Regions from separate parts of the Bombyx mori genome. Here region 1 is linked to region 2. Evidence: chromatin contacts called from public Hi-C data. All regions are on one chromosome and are shown on one strand. Each heading gives the region's core, a stretch centred on a gene start, on an enhancer-like site or on the middle of the called end of the contact. The rest is flanking DNA. Distances are from core to core; before and after follow the strand shown.

The links. Hi-C and Micro-C count contacts between places; a contact is called where the count stands out from the background.
Region 1: a Hi-C map of whole pupa shows a contact between it and region 2, with 3 times the contacts expected there. The contact joins two enhancer-like sites. A contact is called at or near these places in 3 of 7 Hi-C or Micro-C datasets (middle silk gland and whole pupa).

What each region holds. Positions count from the first base shown.
Region 1 is chr15:5,253,878-5,257,603 of ASM3026992v2, forward strand. The region is part of intron 4 of LOC101738176 (ras GTPase-activating protein raskol); the gene reads right to left. Among protein-coding and RNA genes, the nearest start is that of LOC134200270, 20 kb to the left of the region's middle. Within about 2 kb of position 1,839, at least 7 of the 8 cell types and tissues checked have open chromatin away from gene starts, as enhancers often do.
Region 2 is chr15:5,213,911-5,217,942 of ASM3026992v2, forward strand. All of the region lies in intron 4 of LOC101738176 (ras GTPase-activating protein raskol), which reads right to left. Among protein-coding and RNA genes, the nearest start is that of LOC134200270, 19 kb to the right of the region's middle. Within about 2 kb of position 1,636, at least 4 of the 8 cell types and tissues checked have open chromatin away from gene starts, as enhancers often do.

The DNA.
Region 1 (3,726 bases), core at 589-3,088, 40 kb after region 2:
TTCGTCTTATAATAACAACGCTGCCAAGCGACGATGTCCTTTACAGATTTTTGTAGATACAAAGGCAATTGTTTACCAAAATGGTAGTGTATTTACGAAAAATATTTTTTTATGGCGAGGCTGAGGACTGAGGAACAACAAAAATATCCCATGACGGACAATAATAATAACGGATAATCAAATATATGTCCGTATTTTCATTTGTTTTATACAGAGCTTCTGTTTGACCTTCTTTATAAATATTATTACGGTATAAATTGCTTACAATGATAAACTGAAGATTTGATATTATTGAATGGATTTAGATTATTTGATTTGATAGTATTAGATGTAGATTCAGTGCGATAAAACAAATGCTATGCTTAACATTCTCTCTATTCCTGGAGTAATAAAATTCAGATCTAAGTTCAAAAACAGCAACCTACCACAAAGGTAACGTCAACGTCAATGGGACGTTAAGATAAGCTCGACCTTATTTAGAGGGTCGGTTGCTTTTGATGCGGTCGGCATGTCAAACACAATAGCGTGAATCATATTGTGCTATTTTCCCACAATAATAGTGAAACAACACTATTGTATTTTTTTTTACATTTAGTTTCAAATTGTCCTCGTCCTCTCAAGGAGCAATTTCAAGTTATTGTGTTCACTGAATAAACCAATCGGTACGGATCGGCCCAGCACAATCAAGAGAGTTCCGATTTGAGAAAGGAGTGCGCCAGGGTTGCATCGTCTCGCCCATACTTTTTAACATCTATGGCGAATACATAATGCGCAAAACCCTAGAGGAGTGGGATGGTGGCGTCACAGTTGGGGGCGTAAAGATCTCGAACTTACGATACGCTGATGATACCACATTAGTGGCGTCATCAGAAGAGGAAATGGAGGAGCTGCTGCGACGTCTGGTTATAGTTAGCGAGGAAATGGGACTAAAGATCAACCAGTCCAAAACAAAGATCATGATCGTGGATAAATACGGCACCCTTAACGAGAATAATATTCTTGGCCAATACGACATCGTCAAGACTTTCGTGTACCTCGGCTCGATTATTTCCAATAGAGGTGGATCGGAAACCGAAATAAGGCGACGCATCGGAATGGCCAAATCCGCTATGAGCCAGCTAAACAAAATATGGAGAGATCGAAACATACTCAAGAAAACGAAAGTGCAAATTGTTGAGACGCTCGTTTTCTTAATCTTTTTGTATGGGGCTGAGACCTGGATCTTGAAAGAGTCTGACAGGCGACGCATAGACGCGTTTGAGATGTGGTGCTGGCGGCGCATGTTGCGCATCCCTTGGACGGCTTTCCGGACGAACGCTTCCATCCTCAACGAGCTAAAAGTTGACCAGAGGCTATCCACCAAATGTCTATATAGAGTGCTCCAATACTTTGGTCATATAGCAAGAAAACCCTCTGACAACCTGGAGAGACTCATAGTGACGGGTAAAGTGGATGGAAGACGATCCAGAGGTCGTAGCCGAAAAAGATGGAGTGACCAAGTGTCTGAGTGTCTGGACATGAGACTGAGCCACGCACTTCACTGTGCCACAGACCGACATAAGTGGCTACAAATTACAAAAAAAGGTCACAGGCGGGCGCATCACGATGCTCAGCAATGAGCGATCGACTGAAGGAGGAGGAGGAATAAACCAAGCTTTATGTTGTCAGGTATCGAAATAGTCAATTTCAAACATTGTGTTCTAAAACAAAGTAAACAATTTGTTATCCTTGTATTTTATAACTGGTTAGTATCTCTGAGCTGATTTATTTTGTCGTGAGTAGTTCAAAACGTACTTGTATGAAACGCCATCTATTATCGACTAGTAGTACTACTTACATGCTCGCAACGCGTCCAGAGATGGCGGTAGTGTCGCAGCATTACCTCCTTGCATCGACGCTAGGGCGGCGTAAGTTTCGTGTTCACATGTTAAAACCTCACTGTATTTTCTTTTTCTATGAATTATTGCTTTCCACATATTAAACTTTGGTTTCCTTTCCCTTTGGAGACTCATCACTTTATTTTTTATTCACATATCACAGATCCTTACATCAGTTTTTCATTGTTATTCTCAGGAGTACAAGTTTTCATGAGGTCTCTATTAGATAAATTGGCAAATAAGATCAAGTGTCAATTGAATGGATACAGACAATTGGTGTGTAAATCAACCGCCGTCACTAAATAAAGTGACAAGCAACTAACGGCCTTCATTGAGTATAGGGGTGTATCCCTCGACGACTTCTATCACTGCAAAATACATAAGTGCGACTAAGATTTAGAATAAATTATTTTTTATTGGAAAATCGGTAAATCTACTAATCAGATCAACTGAATTACAATATTAGAAATATCTATTTTCAACAATAAACACTAGCTTTTCCGACACACAATAAAGCATGCCAATGTAACTTTTAAATTGATATTTTGTTCAATAATCATTCGCCTATAACATTGTCGTAAAATGTATAATAGAACATGTTTAAAACTGTTATTTTGATAAACTTTTTAAATCATGGTCAGCGATCAAATAAGTCTTTCCATTACGTATATTCCATACATATATGGAAACTGGGTCGTCTAACAGTGAGTGACACTTGGAAGTCAGGTTATCGCTAAATTGAATAGGGAATATGTTTTCATTAGAAAAATTGATCGTTTTGAAGCAACTTCTCGAAAAATAAACTAGAAATAATTATTTTCGTATACCTAAAAAATTCTTACCCCTTAAAAAACATATTTGCCATGTTCCCAATTTCAAGACGTGAAACACTTTCGAGGGTATTTATTAGAGAGTATTCGAGAGACATTCTTCTGGTTAACATATCCAGGGATTTTCAGTATGGAATTGCTGAAGTCCATGGGCGACGGTAACCACTCACCATCAGGTGGGCCGTATGCTCGTCTGCCTCCAAGGGCAATAAAAAAAAAGTATCTACATTAGAAAAGAACGCCAAATTATCTGGTGAAATATTCGAATAAATAGACTGATTCAAGCGGTTATTTTCTGAATAATCAATAATACAATGAAAACACAACTCTTACATGAAAATCTCATAGATATATTACATGTATACAATACTAACTCTACCTTTAAACATAAAATCATTGATTGAAAGAAAAAATAAACGAAATATAGATTTTCATAGATAGATTTGCTCCGGGCACGAGTCTGAGTTGAGTCTTGAGTTTTAATATCAAGTAGAAATAACTACATATAAAGTTACATTTTATACGCAGTGTGCTTTTTTATTATATAAATATTTATTTAGTTTATTATTATTATTAGTTATTACTGTTGTAAGTCCCATACACATCGCAACTTGAATGCCACTATCCGCTTTAACACGTGAGGTCAAATACAGAAGTGTTTAACTGCTGTCCTACCCTTCAAACCACGAGCATGGCATAAATAGGCAATAGGTAATGAATAATACAGCACCCGTAATTATAAGTTAATTCCTACCATCACCAATTACGCAAATTTGTGACATTTGAAGTTGTATGAAATTAGAAACTAACAATGAATCAGCAAACTGATTCCAATCTTACAATGCGAAATAACCATCAAAATGAATGGTAATTATAAAACAATGAGCAAGTTTAATGTACAACGTTAAATAATTATGAGAAATTCGTGATCTATGAATGAGCCGTAGTTACTCGGTTTTCGTGAAATTATCACACGCTTAGATTGAGCATGAAATTAAATTCATTCATTTGATGTTTTA
Region 2 (4,032 bases), core at 386-2,885:
GCCAAGAACGTGGTATAAATAGTGGACTAGAGTGCAATGTCCGGGACAATTCACCACTCGTTTGATATGATAAAATTGGATAAACTCTGTCTACACACACAGCTGTATTTATATCAGGATTTTTTAAAAGAAATTTAACTATCATTCATACATTTTTAAAATCACTTTTAAGGTTTAACTTCGGATTTATTATTACGAGTATTATTAGTTTTTGTCGTCTGACATCTGAATGAAAATTGCTCTTACGGTTTAATCTCGCGTTTTTAATGTCATTATTATATTATTTCCGAAATTTTGTATACGTTACCTATATTTTACGTGGTCACGGTCCACGGCTAAAAACGATAAATAAAAAGTGAGATTAAACCGTAAAAGTAGTTTTAATTATGTATATCGTGAAAACCGTATTAAAGAAAGACTATTCACACTTTTGTTCAAAACTATGTAGTTACATATTGTAATTTAACGTTTCTTTAAACATTATTTTGATGAGCTCATGAATGATCTCACGCAAGACCGAACGAGTGCTCAGTCGAATGGAGTAAACGGTCTAATTGTCACAATTTACTTTATAATTGAACACGACACGCTACGCTGGACCGCATGGATAATCTACGGCAAAAGAAACTAACAGTAATCTATGAAAAGTAATCATTTGACGTGCATTCCAAATTATGATTTTACTACGGCACTCATAAAAAGAATTACAGAAAAATAACTAGAATTTAAGCATTAAGCGTTTGTGATTGAATAAAACCAGTTTTTCAATGCGATGGATCTTTTTTTTAAATTATATTTTTGATTGCTCTCAGGTAGGTATTTAGCCGACCTTAGTGAAAGTAGTCAGTGCCTACAACGATCACAATGCTTCGTTTGCGAATGATTTCAAGGTAAAAAATACGATAATTTGGATAATTGAGTCGACTATTATCAAAGCCGGCAATGTGACTTTTGGACAATTATTGGTAAATCAGAAAAACGAATTATTGACTTTGTATTCCATTGGCAGTCACAAAACTCTTCTGAACGACATCTTAGATAAATAACAGGTTAAGTATTAACCTTTATTTAATGCAGGTTTTGAACCGTATTCTTTGAAGGAGACGATTATATTCAAATCAATCTGTATTGACATATCATTAACATGTTTTTGTCCAAATGCACAGATTGCCAACTTTGATAATAGACGACTCAATTAAACGAAGAGCTTTGAGGCCTTTATATATCATCTTTTCGCATTAAAAGTGTACAATTTCCAAAAATATTCGAAATTGAGTTAATATGCGGAATCATTTGTTATCACCAGTATTTTTCACATAAATACTGTCAAAAGAGCGTAGTTCTTACTATAAAAGACGGATAATATAACTGGTAAAAAATAAAAAATAGATGTTACAAAGATGATTAATATTAAAAATATCACATGTTAAAGCTTTAAAACTCTCCTGTAAAATTAATAAGTTTTGAGATTATACAGTTTTAATGCGAGAAGACGATATGTGCCGGAACAAACTAGCACGGTATTCTTCTTATACACAGTCTTACTCGAATTTCGTGCGGAATGACAAAGAGCCCGAATGATATGCGCAGGACGTACAGACAGAACCCGGTTTGCTTCCGTTCGTAATGGACTACGCATACAAAAAACCAGCCCCCGACAAGATGCCAAGCTACCGATAATAACGATGTAGTAGATTGACAGTATTCACAGAAGTGCAATATGAGCGGATGACTGTAATTAACAAAACCTCTTGGTTCTATTGTTATTCTTTATTGTACAATTGAAACGACAATTACAATAAGCTTTTTTTTATTGCTTAGATGGGTGGACGATCTCACAGCCCACCTGGTGTTAAGTGGTTACTGAAGCCCATAGACATCTATGACGTAAATGTGCCACCCACCTTGAGATATAAGTTCTAAGGTCTCAAGTATAGTTACAACGGCTGCCCCATCCTTCAAACCGAAACGCATTACTGCTTTACGGCAGAAATAGGTGGGGTGGTGGTAACTACCCGCGCAAACTCAAAAGAGGTCCTACGACCAGTAAACAATACCACCAGTATTTTTTGCAAAATTCACACTTTAGTCCGATGTGGTGACCACGGAATACAGAGCATCTTTCTCCAGCACCACATCTCGAAAGGCATCAATGCGTTTACGGTCTCCAGCTTTTTATAATAAAATGTATAATTAGCATGTACCGATTCTTAAATCAAACAGCTGAACGATCAACCATAGGCCGAACAATAGGCCGGAAGCGGTAGGTAAAGGGGGCTTCGCATGCAGGAACACGGGAAGCGGACGCTTGCACAGGTGCGGTAAAGCCGTGACACGCTTTCGTACTGTTGTATACATGACGTGACTTAAATACTAAAACAGTTACACGACGTACCTAATTCAGATCCTAAATTTAATGAATATTTAATATTAATAAAACCTTTTTTTTATTGCCCTTAATTAAATATAAATTTCATTGCACCTACCACTGTTTACTCTGCCCTACATTCGGTTGACTGGAAGTCCGCCAATGTAAATTTTACATGAAGTATAATAAATAAATATTCTAAGCCGACGTCACAGAGCCCTAATTATACACGTATCACCCAAAACAACTAAAGAAAATAGCAAAAATAAACGATTACCATCGCTTTTGTATCTCGTATCTATAAGCAAACTGTGCAAGATATAATTCTCGTGTTCCGGTCTGACTCATAGCTCACAACATACATACCTATAACTAGAATCAATGTCAAGATCGGACTAACGATTTCTTATGTACATATCGCATGTAAATATTGAATGAGTATTATTAAGTAGCGCTTAACGCAAATTTGTATGTATTGAATGAATTGTGTGTATTGTGAATTACGTCAACAGTACCTACACAGTATTTTGCCTCAATGGAAAGCCAATTTAATACTTTTTTTTTAATTGCTTAGGTGGGTGGACGAGCTCACAGCCCGCCTGGTGTTAAGTAGTTACTGGAGCCTATAGACTTCTACGACGTAAATGCGCCACCCACCTTGAGATATCAGTTATAAGGTCTCAAGTATAGTTAGAACGGCTGTCCCCACCCTTTAAGCCAAAACGCATTACTGCTTCAAAGCAGAAATAGGCAGGGCGGTGGTACCTACCCGCGCGGACTCACAAGAGGTTCTACCACCAGTAGAGACATTTACTGTAACTACTAATGCTTGAAATCGTTACACGTTATATAGAAAATACATTATAATATTATAATTAATAAGTTAAATTACTTTAGTCATTAAAATTCTCTACAACTTCACACTAACAACGGCTCCTCGTTTTCTAACAAGCTTTGATTGTGGTTGTGAATGATTTGATTCGCGGTCATTTAGCATAGTTCGAGCGTGTTAAAGCGGTCGCGTTAATTCACGTTGTCTATTATATACTAATATGTACTTAATATTATAAAGAGGAAAGATTTGTTTGTTTGTATTGAATAGGCTCCGAAACTACTGAACCGATTTGAAAAATTCTTTCACTGTTTGGAAGCTACACTGTTCCCGAGTGACATATGCTATAATCTTTTTTTTTTTAAAAATAGGGATCCTTACTAAAACTCCAATAATGTAACCCAAGGTGTAAAAAAATTACCTAAAATATTCTTTACACCGCGTGCGCTGCGAAAACTATTGATGATAGAATAAAATAATGTACTACGACTTTGTAGAACACATCATTATTTACAAAAATTGTCGCGACAGCCTATATCTAACTACTATAGTCTTTTATTTAAAAAAATAAAACAACTTCAAATATCGTTGATATTTATATTAAAGACTAAGCGGAGCCGGAGAGGGCCGCTAGTCTATTATAATAAGCAAAGTAGCCGATTCCCCGGACAAATAATCAGAAATAATAATAAAAAACCGAATAAGGCTCAATGTAACTCAAATAACTAATTGCTTATATTTCGTAATCACAAACAGACGCTTTGATGTATAATAAGATGTAGATGAAATCCCTGCGTATCGAGGGGCGAAACATTATTCGGTTCAAGCGACA